2 separate regions of the Mus musculus genome follow, and region 2 is linked to region 1. Evidence: chromatin contacts called from public HiChIP or PLAC-seq data. All regions are on one chromosome and are shown on one strand. The core of a region is the stretch at or near the end of the contact, and the rest is flanking DNA. Distances in the headings are between cores, read along the strand shown. Region 1 overlaps Gm43837 (a long non-coding RNA gene). Region 2 has its middle 36 kb from the start of Gm31423.

Region 1 (3,714 bases), core at 160-2,659:
CCACACCCCCTCCATCTTGGAGAGCAAAGGTTCATTAGCTTGCTAAGAAATCACATCTCTGCCTCTGGTGCAACAAGCCTAGGGTCTTGCAGCAGACAAATGGTATTTTTGGTTCCTTGGTAAGTCTACAAACCCAGGGTTCCATCTCCTGGCATTAAATAGCTTCCTTCCTAATTGGAGCATGCTCAAAAGTCAGACCCACCATAGGGCTTGTTAAAATTCTGATGGCAGTACTCCACCCACAGGTAGGACCCTGGGGCCTGTATCTCTAACAAGTTCCCAAGAGATGTTGATGCTGCTGGCCCTGGACCACACTCCGCATCTCCAGGGATTACTTTGTGGTGCAGCATTAGCCCCAGCAATGCCATTTTCACAAAGCACCATTTAAAACATGATTCCAGGATAACATATTATGTAAGACCCCAGAAGCACAAATCAGCATGTGAGGTCAAGAGGTAGAGGAGAGTGAAGAGCGTGAAGCCAGGTAAGCCCTAGCCAAACACTGAGAAGAGAGCTCTGGACGTCCTGTGCCTCCCATAAGGAGCGCACATCAAGGGATCGTGGAAAAAGTCTTGTTTATAGTCAGGCTTTCTTTCTCATTCCTGAGGCGACCACAGCTGACCTGGGCAAAACAGGCCTGCCCTGCCCAGACCTGCCCAAGGTGTTCCCTCATTCCTTGGAGGTGAAGATGGTACGGGCGGGGGGGCGGGGGGGAGTTGTGGGAAGGGGTATGGGGGACATGGTCTGGGGATACTGTCTGTCTCAGCCTGCCAGCCCAAGTGGACTCTGAAATTCCAATCTGAGTAGCTGAGAAGACAGAAAATGTTCTGACCCTTTCTGCAATCACAATTTCTTAGAAACATCAACATCAGAAGGTAAAACCTGAGTAGATTAACCACTCAACTTCTTCCCAAATTCTTTTGCCCGTTCCATTCCTTCTGAATGGAAATTTCTTTCTTGTGGCTATTCCTAGTCTCCCTTCCACAGTCAGCTATGGCTCCTGTCTGGGCGGTGGTCTCAGGCACTTCTCCCTCTTTGGCTTCCACACTTGCAGCATCCTTAAACCTTCAGCCAATCAGCATCTCCTTTGCAGGCTCCTTTGCCTCCTCCCTTTGTTCTTTCTGAATGATCATTTTCTTTTCTGTGACATCGACAACAAGAACTGAAGAAACAGAAGGAAAGGTAGCTGTAAGCAGAGGGAGGCTGGAAAGGGATTTTCTCTCAGAGAGAGAAGAAAGAAAGAGTGTAGAGATGCCTAGCAGCCCCCTGGAGGTTTTGAGGAAAGAGAACCCAGGCAGGTTCTGGAAGCAACAGAAAGAAACAGGGTGGAGATTGTAGCAGGGGTGGCTCTGTGGTGTGGTTACAGAGTGTGAAAAATGCAGTAAAGGGGATACAGCAATTCTGAAACCTCCCCTGGTGCCAGGGACCCTTATGCTTTAACTGCATCACCACTGTGGGACTAGGTGGCCTGGGCTCAGCCTTCATTGGCTCACCTCCGCACGATCCTTCCATCTTTGACCTTGCCCTTTCCAGTGTCTGGCACAGTGCCTAGGCTGTGGTAGTTGCTCAGAAAGGGCTCCCTTCTTTCCTCTCTCCAGCTCCGGGGCATCCTTCATGTTGACATGGGGACAGAATTGGAGTTGAGGCTGATAGGACAATAGGAGATGAGGAGGGAGGGTAAATAATGCATAGCACTGAACCCTCCCCCCCCCCCCACACCCTGGACCAAATACCAGCCTCACAATGCTGATCTTGGCAGGGGGCCCACCATCTACCAGACCCCCCCACCCCCGCAGGCCTCTGGGGTATGGCTAATTAAAGACACGCTTACTCATTTCATTCCCAAGTCACTATTTAAGGAAATAGAACCATGCCATTCCTCTAAGGCCTCTGACCTTAGATACTAGAGGCAAACAATGCCGGGGCTTGTCCAAGTGGCCATAAATGCAGAGCTGTTCAAAGAGCAATTGAGGGCCAGAAAGGGAGGACAGCACAGGCCACACAGCTGGGCCAGCTGCTGGATGGTCCCCTCCTTCCATTCTCCCCACTCTCTCCTCTTCCCCATCCCCTGCAGAAGCTAGTGGCAACCCTCCCACCCTGACACCCCCTCCCTACCACCTCCTCACAGTTAGCTCCTGGTTTTCTGAGCTCATTCAGACTCCTAGCTGACTCAGAGAAGCCTTAGTGATCTCCATGGATTTCAAGCAGGAGCAACTTGCAGCCTCTGGGATTTTTCAGGGTTTTTTGAGACTAAAGAAAAACATGGCTTTTGTATCTGTGTGTCGTGTATGTGCACATGTATGTTCATGTGTACATGTCTATCTATGCATGTAGGCAGAAGTCAGATAAGGACACCTGGGATCTTGTCCCATTACTCTCCTTTTTATTCCTCCTAGACAGGGTCTCTGAACCTGTGTCTGGACTGATGTATTGAGGATTGGTTCTAATGCTTTGATTTAATCAGGAATCTGTGTGTCCAAATGCTGAAGGACCTTGTCCCCAATTGGTTTTTGATTGATCAATAAAGATGCTAGCAGTCAATGGTTGGGCAAAAGGAGATGGACCGGGACACTTAGATTTGCGAGGGCTTGGGATAGAGAAGTGGAGACAGAGGATTGCCTGAGATGGCTTGAGATGAGTTGAGAGATGGCTCAGATTTAGAGCTGTGGCAGAGAGAGCCTCTGAGCAGTGTAAGAATTCTGGTAAGTGGCCACTGCCCACTTCCCTATTGGGCCTGGGGTAGCAGGCAAAGGCTTAGCACTGCCTAACCTTTGAGCTAATCACAGCATTTCAAAAACAAGCTAGTGTGTGTGTATCTTTCATTCGCCAATGAAAGAGTCCCTTGGTGGGTGACTGGAAGTGTGTGACCGGCCGGGAGCACAAAGTGGAATGGTATGTCTCTGCTTCTCCACCAGCCCCCTTCTCAGCATTGGGGTTAGAGGTGCACATAGAGCCATGCCTGGCTTTTTATGTGCATCATGGGATCCAATTCTGGTCTTTTAACGCTCTTGCTTATGGAGTCATGTGTTCAGTCCCCAAACACAAACTTTAATCAACACACTCTTGGCTGGGATCTGCCTATGTCAGATGTGGTATTGAGAAGGGAAGGGCAGAGAATGCAAAGCTTTCGATAGACTGTAGTGATCACTCAATAAAGGGCCTCCAGAGACTGCTCTCTGCTTCCTGCAGATGGAGCCTCTTGAGAACTTCCTCTGACAGCCATGAGCTCTGCAACTCCCTCCCTGCTGTGATGAGCTGAAACCTCTGAACCCGAGAACCAACATAAACTCTCCTCCACCATCTCTCTCCTCCACCATCTCTCTCCTCCACCATCTCTCTCCTCTACCATTTCTGTTGGAGATAGTGGTCAGAGTGATATTCAAGTAACAAACACAGAAAACAGATAGCAGAGAAGTAGGGTGACTTCTATGAACACCCCAAAGTCATCCTGCTTAGACTTTGGCAGATGATTTGTGGAAGGAATTTGGAAGTTTGGGGCAGTGGACTGGAGAAGCCCTGACATGCTGTGAATGTAATGGATGATTCTGGTCCAAATGTAGAAGACCCAGAATGCTGACAGAAACACGGATGGCAAAGGACAGGCTCAGAGGCTCCAGACAAGGACAGGGATTGTATAGGGAATTAGATCTCAAGTCATTTCTATTATATCTCCAGAAGGAATTTGTCTGTATTCTTTAAGGTCTTTAAATTTTG
Region 2 (3,742 bases), core at 765-3,264, 180 kb before region 1:
AGGCTTACAGCTACCAGTAACTCTAGTTCCAAGGGGAGCTAACACCCTCTTCTGACTTCCCAAACATGAAGAACTACACACAGGTCACACACACACACACGCACACATACACGCACATGCACACGCACACATGGTACAGTGTTAGAGATGAGGCTCAGGGAGAGGAATTATGTCACCAGGTGTGAATCCTTGGGGTCTATGCCATGTTCTGGTCCATTCCTTTCTTTTTGCTTCTAAGCCACCACAGTGCAAATAGCTCTGTCCCACCATGACCTTCCTGTCATGAAAGAAAGATGTTTCTGAAACTGTGAGCCAGAATGTGCTCTTTCCTCTCTTAAGTTAGTCTCCCAGGTGTGTTGTCATGGTGATGAGAAAAGCAGCCAAGGCAGGGAGCTGTCAGGTGCTACTGAGATGGCCACTGCTGTTGCTGTAAGGAACCAACTGTCTTGAATCTCTGACCCAGGAGTCTTACATCATCTATCTTGTTCATCAAACCATGGCTCCCAAGTAGAGTAGCCTCAGCTGGGGTAAACTGCCTCCTGTTATTTAGGGGAAGAAATCCTCTCTTGTCCTGCATTCCCACCACATGGATGAGAAGCTGGCTGGTAGGATGCCTTCCATCTGTGAAAATTCTCAGCTTTCTGCTGAGCAACTATTTTTCATCCTAACTGTATTAGTTATGTCTGCATCACCATGACAGAACCCCAGACAGAAACCACCAAAGGAGTGCAGAGCAGAGACTGAAGGAAAGGCCATCCAGAGACTGTCCCACCTGGGGATTCATCCCAGATACAGTCACCAAACACAGACACTATTGTGGATGTTAAGAAATGCTTGCTGAAAGGAGCCCAATATAGCTGTCTCCTGAGAGGCCCTGCCAGAGCCTTACAAATACAGAGCTGTATGCTTGCAGTCAACCATTGCACTGAGCTCGGGATCCCTAATGGAGGAGTTAGAAAAAGGACTGAAAGGAGCTGAAAGGGTTTGCAACTCCATATGAAGAACAATAATACCAACCAACCAGACATGCAGAGCTCTCAGAGACTAAGCCACCAACCAAGAAGTACACATGGCTCCAGCTGCATATGTAGCAGAGGATGGCTTTCTCAGGCATCGGTGGGAAGAGAGGGCCTTGGTCCTGTAAGGGCTCGATAGATGTCCCAGTGTAGGGGAATCAATGGCAGGGAGGTGGGAGTGGGTGGGTGGGTGGAGGAACACTCTCATAGAAGCAGGGGGAAGGGGGGTTGGATAGGAGGTTTCTGGGGATGGGGTGGGGGACTGGGTAAGGAGATAACACTTGAAATGTAAATAAATTAAAAAAAGAAAGAAAGGAAGGAAGGGAGGGAGGGAGGGAGGAAGGAAGAAATAAGAAAGAAAGAAAGAAAGAAAGAAAGAAAGAAAGAAAGAAAGAAAGAAAGAAAGAAAGAAAGAAAGAAAGCACCAAAGGAAGAAATGATTTACTTTGGCTCATGATTCCAGAACATCTCCGTTGGGGCGGTGGCAGATGTGGCTGCTGTTCACATCGTGGTAGACAGGGAGCAGAGAGTGACTAGAACCAAGGGCCAACCACAATCTTCAAAAGTCCACCTCTGCTGCTTCCACCAGCCACTGACAACTTCCCAAGTTGCCCCAGATTCCCCAGATAGTGCCACCAGCTGGAGAACAAGCATTGAAAACTTGGAAACAAGTGTTGAAGGGTGGACACCAACCCTTCTCTCCCAAACCATCTACATCTTTCCTCTTAAAGGGCTTCTAGGAAAACTCTAAAGGAAGAAGGAAAAAGGCAAATGAAACAGCCCAATTTTATTTCCTAAATGGATACTTAAAACCCACAACAAATGCTATATTGACTTTTTTTTTTAAATAGGCTATAGTCATGATCTCTGTTTGTATTTTTCTTGCCTTCTACTCTTTGGCTGCCTAAACATACAAAGTTATCTGTGCCATTAGCATCCAGCACAGAGCTATGGTTGGGTGACGCAGGTTGAACCGTCTGTATAGCATTTGGTGACTGATATGAACACACCGCTGTGGTAAAAACTTATCTTTTGAAACTAGCGTGGTTGCTGAGGTATGAGTCAGTGGTGTGAGCATGGGCAGAAAAAGAGTGGCAGCTGGTGCCCCAGTCGTGTGGCCAACTCTCTGAGGGACAGAAGTGGGAGGAGGTAGAGTTTCTTTGCCAGGATGGTGTTCTCAGCACCAGCCAGGAACAAACACAGGTCTCCCTGGTCCATTCAGAACACCCAGCCTACCTGGAGGTCAGAAGTTAGAGATGGGCACTGCCACTTAGAAATAACAACGACATAAACGGACAAAACTTCAAAATTTACATGCGAATGTTCTAGAAGTATAGAAGCTATAGCTAGAAAATAAACACACCACATGTAAGACATGAGACAGTGACTCAGATACTAACAGTTGCACATCCAGTTTTATTCACATTTAAAAGACTGTGTACTTACATTTTAGACACACATGTAAGCAAACACACATACATTGGATATGAAGACCTTACATATTTTCTTGTATGCTAGCTTTTTACTTTTGCACACACTATTCTGTGACCAAAAACTATAAATCCACAGACTGTTTAGGAGGGTTCCACATTATTTAACCTCTGGTAATTCTGATCTAGTCAACCTGGTTTCTGCTTTCTTGTTCTCAGGAACGTTGCTGGAACACAAACCCGGGCTCCATTTTGGGACACTTATCTAGCTATATTCTTGAATAAGCCTCTAGAAAAGGAATTTTAGGTCAAATAGTATGCATGTATTTAGAGCTTACATCCTATTATAACCATGCTCACCCCCTCGCCCCACACCCCCCAAGGCCTCCATATACAGGACCATCAGCAATCAGATAGATGTTTTGAGCCAAGCGTTGCATTCTGAGGAAGGGTTTGACAATCATCTCCCGCTGAGTGTCTTAGGCTGTCTCCATTTGTGGTGAAGGAGAAACCACTGTTGGCCATGTGTGGCTTTTCTCTGATGGTGTGGCCTGGCAAGAGTGTCCTTGAGTTTGTGCCATGATACACAAGGATGGTGAAAACAACCAAGACCAATAGTTCTCAGACTTTCAGAGAGAGATGAACCCAGTGTAAGAATACAGGGTCAAAACAACAGGTTGGCTGAGGGGAGTGTATGTAGTGTTCAGTGCTGTTTGCAGCCAGGTCCTCTGAGGCTGCAAAGAAGTTATCACCCATGGCTGAGTCTCATCTGGCACTCGGTGACAACACCCAGTACATTGTCGTTTTCTGTCTCATTTCAACGTAGGTCTGGTAGAAGTCTGAGTTCTCAGAGTGATTAGAGAGACAGAGACTCTAGACTGCGTCTTGCATAACGTCATGGAATCATAACGGAGTGAAATTCCAGATGTTTCCCATGTTCTAAAGCAACTCACAGGGCCTCACTACACGCAAGGGGAGGGGACTTTGCAGCAGCGTGCATTCCAGGGGACAAGGATCATAGAGGCACCTTAATGTCTGGTTCGTCATAATAAACAATCAGAAGCCTCTCTCCTTAAAGTGTTTGTTTTGTTTTGGCCAGGATAGTCAGGAAAGCCAAAAGCTTAGGAAAATGTAAAAATCTGAACCTCATTGACTGAAAGTAGTCATTTTGCCTGTCTCCTCTCAAGTGGAAGTGAATAACCCCCCATTGTGGACACGATGTTTGGCCCGAGGTAAATGTGGCTTCTTCAAAGGTGTTCCCCTAAACATGTGTTTTATGTTTTCTTGGAATTCGGT

What was found. HiChIP or PLAC-seq counts read pairs in DNA pulled down with a chosen protein or histone mark.
Region 2: a contact with region 1 is called in a FOXA1 HiChIP or PLAC-seq map of pancreatic cancer cells. The contact joins two enhancer-like sites. A contact is called at or near these places in 1 of 39 promoter capture datasets (the C10 cell line), 1 of 15 datasets of contacts at CTCF or cohesin (the NIH/3T3 cell line), 23 of 484 Hi-C or Micro-C datasets (3T3-L1-derived adipocytes, the AML12 cell line, the G1E-ER4 cell line and 11 more), 6 of 115 datasets of contacts at active chromatin or transcription factors (the NIH/3T3 cell line, cardiomyocytes, embryonic stem cells and 2 more) and 1 of 9 other capture datasets (embryonic stem cells).

Annotation. Positions count from the first base shown.
Region 1 is chr5:64,387,661-64,391,374 of GRCm38.p6, reverse strand. Gm43837 (a long non-coding RNA gene) reads right to left here. Exons shown (of 3, transcript XR_003955925.1): 3 at 1,500-1,646. Among named protein-coding and RNA genes, the nearest start is that of Gm43837, 12 kb to the right of the region's middle. Within about 2 kb of position 1,409, at least 114 of the 459 cell types and tissues checked have an H3K27ac peak or open chromatin away from gene starts, as enhancers often do. A contact at or near this core is called in pancreatic cancer cells and proximal limb bud, where this site is marked.
Region 2 is chr5:64,566,318-64,570,059 of GRCm38.p6, reverse strand. No RefSeq gene overlaps it. Among named protein-coding and RNA genes, the nearest start is that of Gm31423, 36 kb to the right of the region's middle. Within about 2 kb of position 2,014, at least 21 of the 459 cell types and tissues checked have an H3K27ac peak or open chromatin away from gene starts, as enhancers often do. A contact at or near this core is called in pancreatic cancer cells and proximal limb bud, where this site is marked.